Linked DNA regions of Anas platyrhynchos: regions 1 and 2 are each linked to region 3. Evidence: chromatin contacts called from public Hi-C data. All regions are on one chromosome and are shown on one strand. Each heading gives the region's core, a stretch centred on a gene start, on an enhancer-like site or on the middle of the called end of the contact. The rest is flanking DNA. Distances are from core to core; before and after follow the strand shown.

Evidence for each region. Hi-C and Micro-C count contacts between places; a contact is called where the count stands out from the background.
Region 1: a contact with region 3 is called in a Hi-C map of skeletal muscle, with 1.6 times the contacts expected there. The contact joins the enhancer-like site here to the promoter of KLF15 in region 3. A contact is called at or near these places in 3 of 8 Hi-C or Micro-C datasets (liver, skeletal muscle and subcutaneous adipose tissue).
Region 2: a Hi-C map of skeletal muscle shows a contact between it and region 3, with 4 times the contacts expected there. The contact joins the enhancer-like site here to the promoter of KLF15 in region 3. A contact is called at or near these places in 4 of 8 Hi-C or Micro-C datasets (F1 follicle, F5 follicle, skeletal muscle and 1 more).

The regions. Positions count from the first base shown.
Region 1 is chr13:10,673,236-10,676,480 of IASCAAS_PekinDuck_T2T, reverse strand. No RefSeq gene overlaps it. Among named protein-coding and RNA genes, the nearest start is that of SLC41A3, 58 kb to the left of the region's middle. Within about 2 kb of position 1,795, at least 3 of the 8 cell types and tissues checked have an H3K27ac peak or open chromatin away from gene starts, as enhancers often do. A contact at or near this core is called in subcutaneous adipose tissue, where this site is marked.
Region 2 is chr13:10,712,974-10,716,485 of IASCAAS_PekinDuck_T2T, reverse strand. No RefSeq gene overlaps it. Among named protein-coding and RNA genes, the nearest start is that of SLC41A3, 19 kb to the left of the region's middle. Within about 2 kb of position 1,630, at least 6 of the 8 cell types and tissues checked have an H3K27ac peak or open chromatin away from gene starts, as enhancers often do. A contact at or near this core is called in F1 follicle and F5 follicle, where this site is marked.
Region 3 is chr13:10,593,235-10,596,618 of IASCAAS_PekinDuck_T2T, reverse strand. KLF15 (KLF transcription factor 15) reads right to left here and starts at 1,703. Exons shown (of 3, transcript XM_027467928.3): 1 at 1,434-1,703.

The DNA of each region.
Region 1 (3,245 bases), core at 546-3,045, 80 kb before region 3:
AAGTTAATTCTGTCACGCACAGATGCGTGCACTGGCATTTAAAGGGAAGCACTTCACATTAAAAGCAGAGTTTAATTGCAGTGGAAAAAGAAGTGGTTTGCTTCAGCAGAAATCTCAAATTTTGAAATGCTGAAGAGGAACTTGTTATTCAATGAAAAGATTAAACAAAGAACAGTGATTGCCACACTGCTCAGCAGCTGATCAAATGTGATTGAACTCTGTCCAGGAGGATATTGATTATAACTACTTGCTATTCCCTTTGAAATTAATTCAAATTTTGAGTTCTACTCTCAATTACAACACAAGCTTCGGTGAAATCACTTTGAATTTGCACTGCTGTCACAGGAAAGGGCTGCACACACTCTGTAGTTTTCCTCCCTGGTTTAGCTCCTCTCACGTAGTCCATGTCTGAATCTCTGCTGCTGAGGTTTAACAAGTACTGAATGAAAAAGGCAATTCTTCAAATACACATTCAGGAAAATGTTAAGAAACTAATAAAACATCCAGTAAGTCAGAAGCACAAGCATTTTGGTGTGTCAGAAAAGCAAGTTTTATTTGGAGCTTGGGAAAGGAAAATATAAAGCAATTCCATCGGTTGGTAGAAACCCAAAGAACAGTTCTATGTTAATACCCAAATCCAGAATTGCAAATTATACTGCAGAGTCCAGCATTGCTGGCTGGACTGAACAAAGCACAAACAGGAAAAAAAAAAAAAAAAAAAAAAAAAAAAAAAAAGAGTTAAAACAACTCTCACAAAACCCAACAACCCTTATTCTTGCTTTACTCATCCAACATGAGCAACACAGCTGAGGACAGTATTTCAACAATCTGTGTAATTTTATCTTTCCTGTGTTCTTCTAGTTTGGATATTATGTGTCATCTCTGTTTGTACAACAGCCAAGTGCCTGATCCTGCTTTCTTTGCCAGCCATACAGATCATAAATCAGAGAGCACAGCTCATAAATCACGTGCCACTGAATACTGAATCAAATCAAGACACCCAGAAATTCCACTTGGTAGGAACTACAGGACTTTAAGGGGGCTGAGGGCAGCCGGGGTATGCCCTAACATGCAGGAATAGGTGCAAACACAGGTGTCCCCAGCAGCAGGCATCCCCTGGCAGGGGGCTTCAGCCAAGCTGTCTGCAGGGCAGTTGGGGCACATCCCAGCCTGCTCCTTCTCCCTGGACCATTTCAAGCCCGTTTGTAGTCCCATGCCACATACACGAAATGGGCAACAGGACTTTTCCACTACATCCCTGTGAGCCACTTCGTAAATACCATGACTGAGGGGAAGGGAGTCTGTGAAAGATTCGGAAATCTGTGACTAACAGCCTCGTGCTTACAGTGACACGAAGGTTTGTTTCAGTTTTCTTCTAAGCCTATACTTGCATGAAGGCAACTATTTCACAAACAGCCCAGTTCTGCTCAGCAGAGTACTCCAAAAACATCCTCCTCAGGCTGTAATGTGGCCCTCAACGTACCACAGCTGCTCACAACACCCAGCCAGCAGGGCTGCTCATGAGCACTCCTCAGTCCAGGCAAAAATGAGCCAAATCATCTTAAAAACCAAGTCTTTACAACTCTTTCCCTTTCCATCCATGGCCTCCGCAGTGCATAAGCAAGCACCTGTGCAGATGTTTTGCCTCAGCTGGAGATAACCACACAACATGCAGCTACAAAAACCATACACAAAGGCCACGAGGAACGGGCTCAGCATCCAGCCCGCACCCCGTCTTACAGCAATACATCTCTGGGTGTGGGTGGGGAACATACTTATGCTTTGGGGAAGAGCAAGCTTGGAGTGACTCAGTGTTGTTTTTGGCTGTTTTTAGAGACATGGGGAGGAGAAGCTAAAAACATCCCCAGTGAGCTGAGAAAGTTTGTGTTGTAGGTCTTTCTCAGAGTCTGACCTCTATTGTCCTGAGTAGCACTGAAATACATGGAAGATGGTCTCTTAGAGAAGGCCCTACGTGATACTGGATGGTAGGAGAACAAGAATGATTAAATAGCTGGAGACGTGGGCACAAAATCATTTGAGAAAAAAAAAAATCATCACTTTCTCCCCAGAAACCTTTGCCAGGCAATGGACTCCAGCATTCCCGTGGACATTCAGCACCATGCACATACACATCCCTTTCTACTTGTGCACCCATACAATGATCTCAAGAGATAGGCAACTACCTCATGGCAGTATCGTGGTAGTAACTCTTACCACTACAGCCACCTCACTCCCTCCACATCCTACAGGGAAATTGTACAGACGGGGAACATGCAAGCTCTAAGTAGTGTCCAGATGTGCACACTCCCACCATGCTGCCAGGAACAGAGCCCACGTGCCCCAAATCTTCTCATGCCCTGCTCAAACTGCTCTGAACCATAAGGAAGAAAATTAAAAACAACACACTATAAGGTAAAACATGCCAAATCCCCAGCTGGTGGAGCCCCACTGAAACCTGGGGAGTTATGCAATATCAGAGCAGGCCCAAAACTGAATATAAATAATATTTCCGTAAATGAAGGCATAATTTTGTTCCCAGTAATCTTTAGTGCAAACCATGAGCCAGAAAACTCTGTATTTGCTTGTGATTCCTTTCTGCCCTTCCCTCCCTCCCCAAGTTCAAAAGAGTTTGGATCTATGGGCTTGGTTCAGTTCTGAACTCGGATTAGGAAAGTGCTAACGTTATCTCAAAGGCTGCCAACAGAGGTAATACTGAAACACACGCACTGTCCTCAGAAGGTTAATCTCCATTGGTAAGGGAATTAGGCTGAGGCAAAAAATGACTCTACTAGGAAAAGAAGTTCTGCTCCAGCTGTCATACGGAGTTATATATATGAGCAGGCTTACTGTTAATCAGTATTTTATTTGAGGTTTGAAACGGTTGGGCCTTCGAGCATTTTTTTCCTTTTTTTTTTTTTTTTCTTTTTTTTATTTTAAGTTTTGTTATTTCTTTTCAGAGGCTGAATCAAGCTCCACTCTGCACCTATCTGTCAGTTACACAGGGGACTCATTTGGAGCTACGCTGGTTCGTTACTGGAAACGCAGACCTTCCCTCTGCCGAGGCAGGCTTCAGAACAAGAAGTTGGCTCCCTCGAGATGCACAGAGATACACACGCTTCATCCAAGAGGTTTCAGAACCAACATTCAGAGGCTTGAAGCCCAGCTCCTGCTGGACACTCAAGGGTGAGAAAGCCCCAAGAACAACTTCTGATTTGACCCAGTAACTAGAAAGCCAGGCACAACGG
Region 2 (3,512 bases), core at 381-2,880, 120 kb before region 3:
GATTCAGAGGTTTGACATTTACCAGCAAATAAGACTGTGGCTTCCACCAAGTGCCACAGTGCAATTTGGGAATCCCTCCTTTGTAGAGACAGCAAATAAGCCGTTGTTAACTCTTCCACTACCACTTTTCTAATAACAAACATAGCTTTCATCAAAACACAGCTTACTTTCCAGGACCAGCATTGTGGCCCTGAGCACAGCTTCACCCACTATCTCCAGGACTCAGGAAGCGCCTCGGAGCTTATACAAGCTGCTTCTTATGGACACGACTTTCCTGTACCACAAGCTCCCCTGCTCGCTTCAGGGGCCACTTTACATCATTCCTCCCAGACCTGCTCGTGCCTGCGTCACTCATCCGCCCTCTCTCCCCATCCTCGTTTCACACCCACTCCTCCATTTCCTTCCATGACACCTCACAGCCACCCTTTTTTTGCAGCACCATCTGTCTAGGACGGCCTCGCGTGTGTTCTTCTCATCAAAATTATTCCCAGGAAGCAAGTGCAGGATTTTAGCAAATCTAAAAGCCAAAAATCAAGCTAAGGATAAAAAGAAATGATTCTTCCTTTCTGGCTGCCCCCTATTCAAGGGTTCCACCTGACATCCACTTCTGATGCGCTGCCAGAGGACCCTTTCCTCTCATCTGCTGGATATTATTTCACTCCCCGAGCCAGTTACTCCTCAGGTGTCTTTCACACGGGGCCTTCCACACCAGATCCCAACCTGCTGCCTTCGTGCTACAGAGCGGCACCGGTTCAGGAAGAAGCTCAGAAGCTGCAGGATAGGAGGAAAGCAGCAGGGAGGGCTTTGAGATTGGAGGCAACTCGTTTGAATTCCTGCCAGCATGCTCCAAATGTTTCCAATGATGAGGGAGAAAAAGGAAAAAAAGAAAAAAAAAGATAAATATTCTGCATGCCAGATCCATAGCCAGTGCAAGTCAGCACAGCTCTGCTGCCATCTGGCTGGCTTCACCCACAAATCCCCGTCCCCTTCCATGGGGAAAGTCCTTCAAAGGACAGACCCCCAGGACACCTATCCCAAATGGCAAACAGAAAAGATCCAAGTCACATTAAAAAAATCAATCTTTGGTTATAGTACTGCAAAGCCAACTTGCACCGGCCGAGGATTTGCTAACGCAAGCTTAAAGATACAAAGACAAGCCTCAAGAAAGGGAATTTCAGAGGTAAAAAAAATGAAGCTGAGTTACAGCCAGCTTCTGAATTCCCTCAGAGCCCTTTACTTAGGCAGCTTTCCAGTTAGTGTCAATGGAAGTTTTGCCTGAGTAGCAACCAAGTAAAAATAGACTCAGAATATCAGGATTTGACCCAGAGCCTTTAATATACAGAAATAGAAAGACACACACACAAACGCGCAAAGAGGGTAAACCTCAGGAGTGATAATGAGCTTTGATTTTTCATCAGCCACAAAAATGTCAACTATGCTCCCAGTACATTCCACAACAGAGCAATATTTATATTTGATCTCTGCAATGGTTTCACGCTGCACGTTACATAAGCCGCTGATTCCCCATACAGTAATGGAAACAGACGGCACTTGCCACGGTTTATTTTTTGCATCAGGCATTCTTTGGCAGATACTCATGGGAAACAATATGGCAGGGGAATGGCATTAGACTTCCCCTGTGCAAACGCCAGGAAGGCTGTGAACAAGCAGTACAGGACTTTTGCTCTTTTTTTGGAACTGTTGCAAGAGCTAATGGGTCGTTTTGTCCCCTTTGCATACCTAGAAGGACTTGTGTTATGAGAGCAGATCCACTAACAGAATAAATTTGGCCCCAGTGCCCAGGAAACAACCATCCCAACAGTGAGCTCCCCTGCTTTTCCAAGGCAGGAGGCCACCAAAGCCTGTCACCGCTCCTGCTACCTGTGCAATGGGATTCAAACAATCTGCAGGGAAAAGTCACCCTTCCCACCAGCACCGCTATTTCCCCAGGATCTGTGCCAGAAAAGCACCGTGCTGCACAGCAGGAGCTCAAAGCTGGGGTTCAGTCCTTAGCTGAGCCTAGGCCCTGAAATAAATTAACTCTCATATTAGTCTGCCTAGTAATGTTATTAAAGAGGACCAAGCAATTAATATCAACAGCAGCACTAACTACTCAGTGACATATTGCTGCACAGCCCGCCTGAGTCCATCCACCAGCACACCGTGGTCATATACATGCAAGACTATAGAAGAAAACTTGGATCTGGAGTTGAAATGCCGTTACCAGCCTGGTGTCAGCCTTGGTTTTTGACCCATGACAGCACAATGGGATGTGGAATTATCCAGCAGCTTTGCTCGGGCTTAGCTTTGTTTGTATGTGTGCTTCAGGTTGAGGTTTGGACAGGTTCTTTCTTTCCTACTGGAAGATATCCTTAGAGATAAAATCCTTAGGGGGAGAAAGCTCAACTATAACGGACTTGGTGGAAGCTGTAGCATTGTGCAGTCCGTAGGTTCTTCAAACCCTTTGGAAACAGGCTGAAAGAAAAGAAGCCACCTAGGTCCTCCCTTCCACACCAAAGCAGTACCACCTCAGCTGGTTTAAAAGCATCCTGCCAGATCTGCACAGTGGGTACTGGATGTCCTGAGTACCACTGGCAGCACCATGGGCCTGGGAGCACTCAGAGTTTGACAGGCTGGGCCCAAAGCTCGTGATAACACAGACCAGCACCGCTCCCTGCATCCCACCCCACACCTGCACAGCGCTGAGAGCCCTGCAGAGGGCTTGGCATCCAGGGGACCCTGTGCTCCGGAATTCTCAAGTCCTGCCCAACACTGCCGGTTCAGCTGATTCTGCAAGAGGGTCAGTGGAAAAAACGTGACAGAACAGCTAGGAGCATGCCCCTCGATGAGCTAGCAAGAGCTGGAAGTAGTCCTTGCATGTTTTATTGCCAGGGATCAGAAGACAGCAACGGGCTTTAAATCTGCCTCCTCTCTTCAAGCCATGGTAAGCTGTTTTTCTCAGTGCATAATTGCCTACGAACTCTGATGGAATGTAATGGCTGGAGTACTAGCGTATCTTCTGCTCCCAGCAACCATGCACGATTATTTTTTGCATCCTTGCTGGAAAGAACAGAGCAGACTGTACTCCAGGACTTTGTCACCTTAGGACATATGATAAACATTCGCATGTGTCACACTCAGACTTACGCCAGCCTATTAGCAGTGCAGGAATAGTAAAGGCACCAAAAGATGAGCTGCATTTCCACAACCCTCCAGCTGTCAGAAGCACAGACTGACAGAAATAAAGCTGCACAGGGGAGACAGGCCAAACCAGAAATAATCCATCATGTGCCACGGTTCCCAGATTCCTCAGGATCTTTTCCGAGGAATCTGATGTCAGGCATTGAACATGTCAGTACGACTTGCACTTTGGTGATTTTCCATCTGCGGCTGCTGTTTCTGATATTACACGCAGGGTTACCACTGACACGTATCACTTCACGAACAGCTGGAGGAGCAGTGGCCAGCCTTCTTTTGCATACTGAAAATCCTGGGCAGCCAAAGCCCACAAG
Region 3 (3,384 bases), core at 454-2,953:
TTGGTGTAACCAGAGTCGTCTCGAGAAGACAGGGGACTGTCAGAGGCAAACAGATCCAGGCACATCGCGGGCCAGAGCTGCTTTCTGCACGCTCGCAAAACTTGCACAGCAGCCAAGAAGATTTTGGGGAATGCCTGGAATGTGGGATCGGGCCCAGGCTCTATTTTATCCTAAAGGCCAGACTAACAACTAAAAGGCTTTCATCCCTACTTTGTCTAAAGCCAAAACCAGAAGCTTAAAAAACAAAAATAAAATAAAATAAAAAAAGCCAGGGCTACGCGAGCTATGAAAACTAATGATGCTGTTTACATAAAGCACTTTCATCCCTGGGAGGGATGAAAACATGTCAGAAATGTAAGCACCTATACAGGGAGCTGAGTGCCCGAGCCACTGGAAAACAGCCGCTTCTGGAGTGAAATAGAGCAGCTGTTCAACAGCGCACGGCAACGCGGCGGGCTCCAACTTTTAAGAGTTCCCTAGGTTGTTATGATGTCCCTTCTGCCAGAAACATGTTGTTCTGCTTAAAATCTGTCCGTCTAATCACCAGCTTAAAGGAATACAGAGAGAGAAGGCATATTCTGTCTCAGAATAACCTTAAAATGTTAAGTCCCAGGAACTTGCTGCAACATGGGGACCCATTTCCCAGCACAGATAACACAGCAGTACCTGGGTTTAGATACACCGACAGTCATTTCCCATGTATGTTGCTACAGCTCTTTCTAGTTTAGGACTAATCTGTTTACTGTTTTCCCTTGTTCCCTGGAAGATTTAATATCTGTTCAGGCTGACTCGTGCTCCACAGACAGAGCCATAAACTGGGCAGTGAATCAGGGCCAGCTTTTCTAAGAAATCAAATGGAAATGCACGGGGAGGTAATAAAACAATAATTAAAAAAAAAAAAAAAAAAAAAAAAAAGGAGCCAAGAGCCAGGGAGTCCATTTACTCTCAGCCCTGCTGCAAGGTGGCTGCACTGCTTATCGGACACTAGGGGTAGGGGGCTACATTTAGGGGCCTCCCTGGCTTTTTTCAACGCCACTGCTTCTGGAATGCTGTAAAAACCTTCCTCAAAGCCCTGTTTTCACCCCGTTTTCTGCAAAGTGCCCACCTTTAGACCCAAACTTCGGCCTCACGAGCGGCACGCACCCCGGGTCGGCACCAAACTCCCCAAACACCGCACAGTGACAGCGGTCGGGGGGGGGACACAACCCTCATCCCGGCACTGCCAGATCTCCAATGCTGAGAAGTTGTTATTGTTTTCCCCTATTTTATTGATCCTTTTTCTATTTTTTTAGCAGGCTTTGGTAGCTCTCCCCCCCATCCCACCCGGCCGGGAGCAGCGCACCCCCCCGCCGCCCCTTGTGCACTGCCCAGCTCCAGCCCTGCTGCAGCCCCCCCGATGCCATATCCCACCCTCCCCCGGTGCAAACCCTCACCTGAACTCCTCCGCAAGCCGAGCCGGGGCAAAAATAACCCAGAAAAATGCAAAAGCAACGACGAAAAGGCAAAGGAGCGCGGTGCAAAAATATAGTAGAAAATGCAAAAAAAAAAAATAAAAAAATAAAAAAAACAAGGCCGAGACCCCCCCCCCCCCAGGGAGCGTAGTAGCCCCCAGCCCAGCCCACCCCCCGGTGACAGATCCGAGCCCCGAGCGGTGGGCGCAGCTCCCCCGGGAGGCGGCTGCGCGGGTGCGGAGCGCGGCGCGGGCCGCGTAGTGCTTTATCCCCGCGGGCCGGGCGGCCGGCGGCGGCGGGGGGGCCGGGGAGAGGCTCGCCCCGCTCCGCCGCCCCCATTGGCCCCGCGGCGCCGGGGGCCGGCCCCGGCCCGGCCTCGATGGGAGCCCGGCCCCCGCCGTGCCCGCTGGATGCTTGTGGGGGGGGTAGGAAGGGGGGTGCTGGGGATGGGGGGGTCCCCCGTCGTGCTACCATGTGGGGGGCTGTAGGCACGCGTGTAGGCTCGGCGGGGGGGGTATGTGCACGGATATGCACCTGTATGTGCGTTGTGTCCGTATGTATATGCAGGTTATGTATGGACTGATATGCACTGATCTATGCGCTGGTTACGTACATATAAGCAGTGTATATGTAGGTGGATGTGTACATATATATACGTTCGTTATACGTATATATATACTGCTTACATATATACACTTATGTATTTACATATATACACTACATATATACATGGATATATACACAAGTTATGTATATACAGAAATATGTACACTTGTTATATATACACATACATATACACTTATTGCGTAACTACATACATGCACACTGGTTACATATATCATAGAATCAGAATATCCTGAGTTGGAGGGGACCAACAAGGATCATCAAGTCCAATTCCTGAGTCCACACAGGACCACCCAAAAATCAGACCATATGTCTGAGAGCGTATATAGATGTATGTATACACTGTTTACATATATATGTATATATACACTCATTAAATATCTATATACACACACTAGTTACATATATACATGGATATATACATTTGCTATATATATACATACATATATATACCAGTTATATATATATATATATATATATATACACATATACACACACACACACTGGTTAAATACACTAGTATGTATGTATGCATATATGTATATACAAACTAGTGTGTATATGGATATATATACAAGTACATATACATTAATTATATATACACAAATTATACATGCATTTACAATTTAAGTATAATTTATACATAAATCTATACATTTATACATAAATTTGTAATTTATACATAAATTTACAAGTTTTATATGTGCAAATATTCATGCAATATCATGGGGGGATCAGGATCCACATTTACCACCCGCAGTGGTGAAGCCCTTCGAGGAAGCTACAGTTCAGACGCACAGGGCTGCCAGCTCCCACAGCATTGGGTTTCCCTACTACATCAGAGATATTTCAAGTCACTTTTTTTTTATTTTTCTGATCCCTGGGAAGGCGCAGGCTGGGCTGGCCCGGCACAGCCAAGTGAGATAAGTCTGGGCACCTCTCTGAGGTCTGCACTCTGATGCTGCAGGACTGTGGGCCTCAGGGCTGCAAATTGCTGTCCTGAAGGAAAAATGAAGCATTAACGTCATTTTATGAATTTATGGGCAAACTGAGGCATGGACGGTTGAACCAAATGTCTGTGGTAGAACCAAGACACAGCCTATTCTTTTTTCAACTCCAGCCCAGTGCCTTGAAGAGGAAAACTCTCCTCAGTCTTCATTGCTTCAGAATTGCTAGCAGCAGATTTCACACTTTGGCAAACACTAAACAGCCTCTTCCAAAAGGACTTCCAGGCAAGACAAGCCCCAACAGATGTAGCTGAAGGACCTGGGGGTGCCCAGGCAGTACCCAGTGCCTAAGGATCTGAGGG